Regions from separate parts of the Pan troglodytes genome. Here region 2 is linked to region 1. The links are chromatin contacts, called in public HiChIP or PLAC-seq maps. All regions are on one chromosome and are shown on one strand. The core of a region is the stretch at or near the end of the contact, and the rest is flanking DNA. Distances in the headings are between cores, read along the strand shown. Region 1 holds the start of XXYLT1 (xyloside xylosyltransferase 1). Region 2 holds the start of ACAP2 (ArfGAP with coiled-coil, ankyrin repeat and PH domains 2).

Evidence for each region. HiChIP or PLAC-seq counts read pairs in DNA pulled down with a chosen protein or histone mark.
Region 2: a contact with region 1 is called in an H3K4me3 HiChIP or PLAC-seq map of stem cell-derived excitatory neurons, with 3 times the contacts expected there. The contact joins the promoter of ACAP2 here to the promoter of XXYLT1 in region 1. A contact is called at or near these places in 1 of 7 Hi-C or Micro-C datasets (stem cell-derived neural progenitor cells) and 1 of 1 datasets of contacts at active chromatin or transcription factors (stem cell-derived excitatory neurons).

What each region holds. Positions count from the first base shown.
Region 1 is chr2:198,455,150-198,459,659 of NHGRI_mPanTro3-v2.0_pri, forward strand. It overlaps XXYLT1 (xyloside xylosyltransferase 1), which reads right to left and starts at 3,096. Exons shown (of 4, transcript XM_516961.7): 1 at 2,468-3,096. The coding sequence starts at 2,971.
Region 2 is chr2:198,632,902-198,637,177 of NHGRI_mPanTro3-v2.0_pri, forward strand. ACAP2 (ArfGAP with coiled-coil, ankyrin repeat and PH domains 2) reads right to left here and starts at 1,331. Exons shown (of 24, transcript XR_010155408.1): 1 at 819-1,331.

The DNA of each region.
Region 1 (4,510 bases), core at 1,846-4,345:
CCTGGGCAACATAGCAAGAATTCTTATCAAAAACAAAACAAAACAAAACAAAGTAATGGAGGCCAGGCGCGGTGGTTCACGCCTGTAATTCCAGCACTTTGAGAGGCCAAGGTGGGTGGATCACCTGAGGTCAGGAATTCGAGACCAGCCTGGCCAACATGATGAAACCCCATCTCTACTAAAAATACAAAAAATAGGGCGTGGTGGCGGGCGCCTGTAATCCCAGCTACTCAGGAGGCTGAGCCAGGAGAATCACTTGAACCTTGGAGGCAGAGGTTGCAGTGAGCCAAGATCACATTGCTGCACTCCAGCCTGGGCGACAAGTGCAAAACTCTGTCTCAAAAAAAAAAAAAACAAAAAAATTAGCCAGCGTGGTGGTGGGCACCTGTAATTCCAGCTACTCGAGAGGCTGAGGCAGGAGAATCGCTTGAACCCAGGAGGCAGAGGTTGCAGTGAGCCGAGATCGTGCCACTGCACTCCAGCCTAGGCAACAAGAGCAAAACTCCATCTCAAAAAAAAAAAAAGAAGTAACGGGAGCAATTTTATGCCAGGACTGATAACCCCTTATCCAATCACTGACATCTGGCTAGAAGTCCCCAGACACTAAACCCTCACACCTCAACAGAGGAGGTATCAGTTCCCTCTGGTCATTTGCAGCTGCCTCCAGGCCTTGAGTGAGGCTGCCGGAACTGGGCCCAGTAAAGTGGGGTAGTCCGAGCATGAAACACTTACTCCAAGACAGGAGGAGCTCGGCCCTGAGGCTGGATCTACCTCTGGGCCAATATTTCTGGTGCCAACTAAGAGTGCCAGGCATTGTACATAGGGATGGATGATAAGACATGATACAGTCACAGCACCAGGGAAGTAGAAAAGGAAAGAAGGGACGGTTCCTTGGCTCCAAGGAGGGGACGGTTTCTGAAGATGGGCAAGACTTGGAGATGGAGAGAAGGAGCGCCCCAACAGTGGGAATGACAAAAGCAAAGGCAAGTAGGCTGGAACGCACTGGGTGTGCAGCTAGCGCTGCAGCGGGAGCTCGGGACAAGGGGACAGAGACCCGGCAACGGTGCAGAGTAGGCCCGGAAGAGATGACAATGCTGATCTTCAAGGCGGTGTTTGGAGACCTGGTCAAATCCCAAGATCTGCCCAGACTGACCCTATGGCCAAGGGCCCTCAGTTTTCTACCCTGAACTAGTGCAAAGTTTCTCAAATATTAGGGTCGTTAGGATCACCTGGGACAGGTTGCCAGGTTCCTCCTCCAGAGAGGACCTTCAGAGGTCCCAGGGTCTAGAGACTTTCTCAGGAGAGGTGAAAGCTGAGTAAAGAATGGCCAAGGGCCCAAGAGGACACTGTGGGCAGACAGTACAGCATGTATAAGGCCCACTCCATACATAGCTAAGGTATGAGGTGCATGTAGACAAAGCAGGAGAGGTGAAGCCAGAGAAGTGGACCAGGCTCACAACACAACAGCCCTACCAATAAACTGGGACTTCACTCCGTAGGCAACAAGGAGCTATCACAGACTCCCGAAGCCTGTAGGATCCTGGCAGCAGCTCCCCTAGTCACTCACATAACACAACTCCTGCCTCAGCATGCTTCCCCAACCAACATCAGTCTCCACCCTTTAATATTACCTACTACTCCTTAAAATCTGGCCTCGGATCCCCTCTGTACAACTATTAGGTCAAAATCAAACAAGCAATTTGACCTAGGCAATTCACACTATGTCAGGAACACATCTCAGACAAGGAGAGCCAGGCAGTGAAGAGAGATGATAAACAGAGATGGAAGCTGTCATGGAGGCAGATTGGTCCAGCCTGGGACAAGGCGACCAGCTGTGCTCTCCCCAGATCATATCTGTTCCTCTTGAGCTTTCTCTTCCTCATTCGGAGGAACTCCAGGCTTCTCTAAATGGGTTCATGACCCTTGGAGGAAGGGGGAAAAGGGACACAGAGAGGAGATAAGATGGTTCACAATGAGTTTGACCAGATCCTACTGAAATACCTTAAGAGCAATGAGAAGTGTCACTGCAACTTCAACACTTCCAGAGGCCTCACCAAGGCCCTCTCCAGTTGCTCAGGATGACTACTGGTGACCAGTCCCATCCTCATCAGTCAAAAACTGAGGAACATAAACAGAGGTGCAGACTCTGAAGGCAGTGCTGAACCCTGCAACGTTAGCAAAATGGGGGCGCGCGGAATCTCCTGGGGGCTGCACTTAACTGGGGGAGAGGAAAACGAGGCGGTCATTAAAAACGCAGCTCCACTCCTCAGCACCAGCTGAGGGCGTCTGGCTCCCGGACACGCCCCCGAACGAGACCTCCCGCAAGTTGTGAACACTACACTGCAAGCGGGCAGCTCAGGGAAGATCCTACCCGCTAGTTCCCCGGATCCCCTCCGGGAGCGCGCACTGACCTCGCCTAGGATGGGGTGGGCCACCCACCGGGAGTCCCCAGCCGCGGCCCGCTCACCTTGCACTTGAAGCCAGCGGCGGGCGGCAGGAGCTCCCGCAGCAGGCCCTTGGCCACCTCGCGGCTGGCCTCCTCGCTCACGAAGTGAAGGTTAAGCACCTCGTGCGCCTCGAACTTGGCGAGACGCAGCAGTGAGCGCAGCGCGACGCGGGCCTTGGCCTGCAGCGCGGCATTGTGCTCCGCCTTGGTGAACATCATCAGCAGGTGGTAGTCCACCGGCCCGGCACCGCCGCCCTCCAAGCTCTTGGCCTTCGCGCCGGGGGCTGGCGCCACGGAGCCCCGCGCTAGCTCCAGCGCGGGCGGCGAGGGCGCGGCGGGAGCCCCGGCGCGGGCCTCCTTCAGCCTCTTGGTGGCGCTGGAGAAGGTCTCCCGGCCTGAGCCGAGGTAGTAGAAGGCGCAGACGGCCAGCGCCGCGGCCAGCAGCAGGGCGCAGTAGTGGGAGCGTATAGCGCCCAGGCGCGCCATGGCCCGAGCGCATGGGAGCCCGCCTCGGAGGAGGCCCATGCGCTACGAGGCCGCGGCGCCAGCGGTGCCAGCAACGCGGGAGAGCCCTCGGGTACCCGGACGCCGGCGGCCACTTAGCCCCGGCGCCAGGCGGCGGCCATGGCAGGGGCGGGGCCGCGCCGCCTGGAGCCAATCGCGGGTGCCGGTGCGCGGAGGGGCGGGGCCGGGCGTGCCGAAACCGCTGGGTCCTAGGTTCCAAGGGTATTAGAGGAGGGGTTAGGGTGGGATCCGGCGCCCGGCGTTGGGAGGGGCGGATTCCGGACTCCAGCGTGCTGAGGGCTGGCCCGCTGTCCCGGCTGAGAAATGGCGCCCTACGCGGCGAGCCCCAGAGGATATCCAAGCTGAGTCTTGAAGGGAATGGAGGCGCCCGAACAGAGGAACTTAGGTTAGCCAAAAGCGAAGCTGGAGGCACCAAGAGGTAAAACTTTAGTCTCTGCACCTTTTTTCCCTCAATTTCTTGGAGGCTTTAAGCCGTCTCGGCCTCTCCCTGCACACGAGCTGCAGCTAGGCAATTTAAACCGGCAGCTCCTCCCTTTTCCCCCGCCCTGGGAGGAAATGGCCCGGGCCGCACGTCGCGCCGGAGGCCGAGCGGAGGGAGGCTGGAGGATGTGGCCAGCAGGGGGCCCCCGCCGCCCGCACGAACCTGCGAGGCTGCTCCCCGAGCCCCAGCACCGCAAAGCCCTGGAGGGCGACATTCATCCACTTTTGTTTTATAAACAGACTTTTAACACTTTATCAAGAGCCTCCTTGAGAGTACCAGGGAGTTTTGCACGCCGAGGTCACGTGCCCAAAGTCACACAGCTAGCCAGTAGCAGTTTTGACCCTAGGCAGTTGCACACTGCTAACTAGATAAAAACGTACTAACTTCAGTCTTCTAAGAATTGAGGCTATACCAGTAGTTTTTAAGTAAACACGTGCAAGTGCTGTGCATGCTGTCTAAATAGACAAAGAACTTGAGTAACTACAGTAACCCTTCAGTTCTTTGGCCAAGTTCTCTGATTTCTGACCAGAGATTAGGTAAACGGTTTTTCCTGTTGAGTCATTTCCACATTGTAAGGTTGCATGGATTATCCAACCTCTCTGCTTCAGACCTTGGCTTACATGTCACTACCTACACAAATGATCTCTAAATACCTCCTATCCAGTGTCTGGGCTAAGTGCCATCCTCAGTAATTCTGTGAGGGCCACCTAAATATATGTACTACCCTAGTCTCATCTTTCTTCATTGCAAGAACACGTGACTCCAAGAGAACAATATACATTTGTTTTTTATTAACCACAGTATACCCAGTACCTAACACGGTGCCTACCACATTGGATGAGTCTCAAAAATATACTCAACCATTGAAACAGCATTTTTATTTCTAGAAAATCTTACTAATAATTTAAGAATGTTCAAAATATTTAACCATAAGAAAAAAGCAAGGCCAAGCATGGTGGCTTAGGCCGGGAATGGTGGCTCACGCCTGTAATCCTAGCACTTTGGGAGGCTGAGGAGGGCAGATCACCTGAGGCCAGGAGTTCGAGACCAGCCTGCCC
Region 2 (4,276 bases), core at 81-2,580, 180 kb after region 1:
GGCAGAGGCTGCTGGAAGAGGAACACACAGGCAATCTTCACGGCCCTCCTACTTCCGTTCTCAAAACAGAAATGCACTTTTCTGCTAGTCCTCCGCCCTCAGCCCGGTACCTCTCGACAGCTGTGCCCCCTTCAACGAGCTTAAGTGGAAAGAAAAGCGGTAGTCACCAACTAGGGTCCACGGAATGCGGTTGATCACAGCGCTTCCCCCCGCGATTCCCGCACGCATCCACCGCGGGCGCCCTCCGGAGAGTCGCTCTGGCCGGGGGCACCGCGAAGCAGAAGTCGGCGTCCCAGTTCGCCCCCTACTGTCTCCTCCGCGGGGAAGGGGGGCAGAAAAGCGCAAAGAGGAACTAAATGAACTGCAAGAGGATGCCCTGAAAGCTCCCTCAAAGAGGGGGTGGGGAGGGGGTGGAAACCAAGAAGGGGCGGAAGGAAGGGGGAAGGAAGAGCAGCCAGAGGAGGAAGGGGGCGAGAGCGAGCGCCCGCGAAGGGGACGGGACTTCGGGAGCGCGGCTGCACCCCATTTCCCCCAGCGGGAGAGGGTGCGCCGGCCTTCGGGGCGCTCCGCCCCGGCAGAGGGCAAGGAAAGAAATGAGAGGCGACGTCCCCGTCCCCGTCCCCGCCACTTCGTCGCCCCTCGGGAGGGCTCGGTGGGGACTGCAGTGCCCTCGCAGGGTGGGAAACGGCGGCAACGGCCGCTCGCCCCGTCGGAAGGAGCGGACGGAGGGGCCTCCTCAGGGTGCGCGGGCCCGGCTTTCACGCCCCCAGCGCCGGGAAGGCAGCTCCGCGGTGACGCCGGGCGGCCGTGCCGGTTACCTGAAGCGGGGCGAGTCCTTCAGACACTCCTCGAAATCCACAGTCATCTTCATCCTGCCTCCGCCTCGCAGGCGGCGCTGGCAAAGCCGAGGGGGCCGCGGGAGCGGCCGCGCTGGGGACGCAGACGGCTACGCGGGCGCACGGCCGCGACTAGCGTTGCGCGGAGCTGCGAAGGGCGCCTCGCCCGCTGGTCATAGCAGCCGCGAAGACGGCGACGACTAGTCAGGCCCCAGTCCGGCCCCTCTTCCTCCCGCCCCAAGTAGAGCGCTGGCCGCAGGGAAACGGCCGGGGAGTGACAGCAGCGGCCAGCCAGCCACGAACCTGGCGGCCAAGGGGCGGGGCATCCGGCAGCACCGCCTGCGGGCGCCCGGGCAACGGGTCTGAGCGACGGCACCCCGAGCCAATGAGCAGCGCGACCGTGGGCACCTCCTTGCCACAACCGCCCCCGAGGGCCAACCGGGATGCGCGGGCGTCGCTAGGCGGGACGCACCGGTTGCTGGGAGGCCGGCAGCTGAGGCTCCTTGGGAAGGAAGTCACGTGGCTGCGGCCGCGCTTCCCTCCGAGCCCCCGCCTCTTCTCCTGCTCCCCGAGCCCCGCCCTGCTGAGCTGCCAGCCCAGAGGAGCAGCCTCCTGCAGGTCTGAGGAAGGAAATTTGCTTTTCAAAGCAGATTGGCAGAAATCTGAAGAGGTTAGAGGCAGAAATTATAAAAGGAAGAGATAGGCTAAGCCAACTATTCCTTTCAGTTTAGAGAAACTGAGGCCAGGAGAGGAGCGAGGATAACTTTAGTGATAAAATCCATCTTTCATGTATTTGTTCCATAGCTTCATAATCTGGAAATTGCTCCCATGTACATCTTCTCATATAGCCAGAGACCACTTCCTGAAGGAGCTGCCTTTTGGGTTGGACATAGAAAGATTTCGGCAGGTATGGGAGGTAGGGTGCTTCGTGTGGAGGAACTCCCCGCAAAACTGCAGAAAGCATTCCCCCTCACTGACACTTTGCTCCTGGTGGTTCTCACTGTTCTGCCATGGTGGGGTTCTGAAGACCAGGCTCATCGTACTCACCTTGCAACACCTGCCCCTCTAATCCACACTTTTTCTAGAAGCACTTTAAGATACTTATCATCTGATCCTCACGGCAGGTATTTACCATACTCCTTGATTTTAAGATGCCATTGATCGTAAAAAGTACAAAGATGTCTTATATGTAATGAGTAATTTTTAAGCCAACCTAAAAAACACGGGCGTATCTATAAAAATGAATATGCAGGGTGTTCTAACAGCATAGTGGCTCTGAGTGAGAATCTGGAGGCAAACTTCCTGGATTTAGGTCCCAGCTTTCTCACTTTAAAATGAACATAACACACAGATCTGATGAAGTTGTCCGGTTAACACAGTGCCACATATCGATCGTTCAGTAAATGTTGGCTATTTTAATTGTACCATTTGCCTCTTCAGTACTATAATCAAAGGGCTTGAGTCTAAGTTCTCTCACTTTCACTGTCTGAAGTTTTTGTTTGTCTCAAAAACAAACAATTTCGTTCCGTTCCCCAGGCTGGTCTCAAACTCATGGCCTCAAGTGATCCTTCTGTCTCAGCCTCCCAAAATGCTGAGATTACAGGTGTGAGCCACACACCCAGCCTTCTAAAGTCTTAATATAACTTTCTGACCGTCTGGCTAAGTATAGCATGATGACATACTGTTTTTCGTAACCCATCAAGAGATATCTTGATCTCTTTAGCATCTTTAGAAATTAACAGTATAGACAGGGCATGGTGGCTCACACCTGTAATCCCAGCACTTTGGGAGGCCGAGGTGAGCAGATTCCTTGCTCCAGGAGTTCCAGACAACCTGGGCAACATGGTGAAATCCTGTCTCTACAACTCAACAAAAATATACAAAAAATTAGCCAGGCACATGCCTATAGTCCCAGTTACTCATGAGGCTGAGGTGGAAGGGTCACTTAAGCCTAGGAAGTCAAGACTGCAGTGAGCCATGATTGTGCCACTGCACTCCAGCCTGGGTAGACAGAGCAAAACACTGTATCAAAAAAAAAAAAAAAAAAAGGAAAAGGGAAAATTAACAGCATAATTCTGAGGCATTTCAGAGAATATAGAAGCATTATATTCATTTATTCTTTGCTTATAAACTTGATTTCTTTTTTAATTGTGTATTCCTGGAAACCACACAGCTTTTCTTGATAGCTAAAAACAGACTATTGACTGTTAAATGTACAGGGTCCTCAAGCACATAATTAGTGGTCAGGCCAACCTTCCCTAACATTGTAACTTCAATGTCAAATTTACTAAGACAGTTGGCAATCTCTCCTATATTTGGTTGCGTTCCTGATGTGTGACAGCTAATCTGCATATACAATAACTTATTATTTTAATACTTCATCACAGTGTAGCCTTTTAGAAGATACCTAAAGTGACACTTTGGGGTTCAAATTAATATTCAACTGCATGGCACCACAAAGGCAAATAACTAAGCTAATTATCAAGTGAACATCTTTCTGTGGATGGCTAAATTTGCATATACCCAGTTAGTGATAACACTGTCACAATTTTTCTTCCTTGCCCTGTGATAAAGCAAGCATTTGGGGGTGTCAATTCTAAGATAGGTCCTAAATAAAGAAACATTAAAGTGGGATGGGGTGGGAGCAGTGGGTCTTAGAATAAAAGAAACACAATATTATTATCCTCATCTTTTTTTTTTTTTTTTTTTGAGAAGAAGTTTTGCTCTACCACCCGGGCTGGAGGGCAGTGGCACAATCTTGGCTCACTGCAACCTCTGCCTCCCAGGTTCAAGTGATTCTCCTGTCTCAGCCTCCCGAGTAGTTGGGATTACAAGCATGCACCACCACACCTGGCTAATTTTTGTATTCTTATATAATAATGGAAACCAAGGTCCCAAGATATGAAAATAAATTGCCAGGTGACTCAGGCCAAACACAGGCTGCCTGATGCCAGATCCGAACTACTAACTGTCCTCCCTCCCCTTAAGAATTCTGCCTTTGCAGTTGTAACTCTGTCTGCCCGTGTAGCAATCTCCCTTTCATCTTCTCTTTAAAACACCGCTCTTATGCCACCCCCTCAGGAAGCTTTCTTGGCTGAAATACAAACCTCTCTATTCAACACACAGTAAAAGTTCCTTACTAGGCCCAGTCTGCACTCTAAAAGAATATAAAGTACCAAACCTTAAATGTCTTCCAAATTTCTTCTCCCCAAACTTCTCAGTCCCTCTCTACAAACCCTCTGGAACCCTGGACACCCATAGTTCTTCATAGAAAGCTGCTGATTTCCTCTGAGAACACTGTTGACCGTACATCCTCTTGAGCAGAGATTGTTAAATCTCTCCTCCCTGGCACTCCTTGGTCAGGATACATAGTCAGCAAAAGGCTTACACTGGCTTACTTTCCTTGTTGCTGTTATCCAGCAATTTCTAGTAACTCCCTG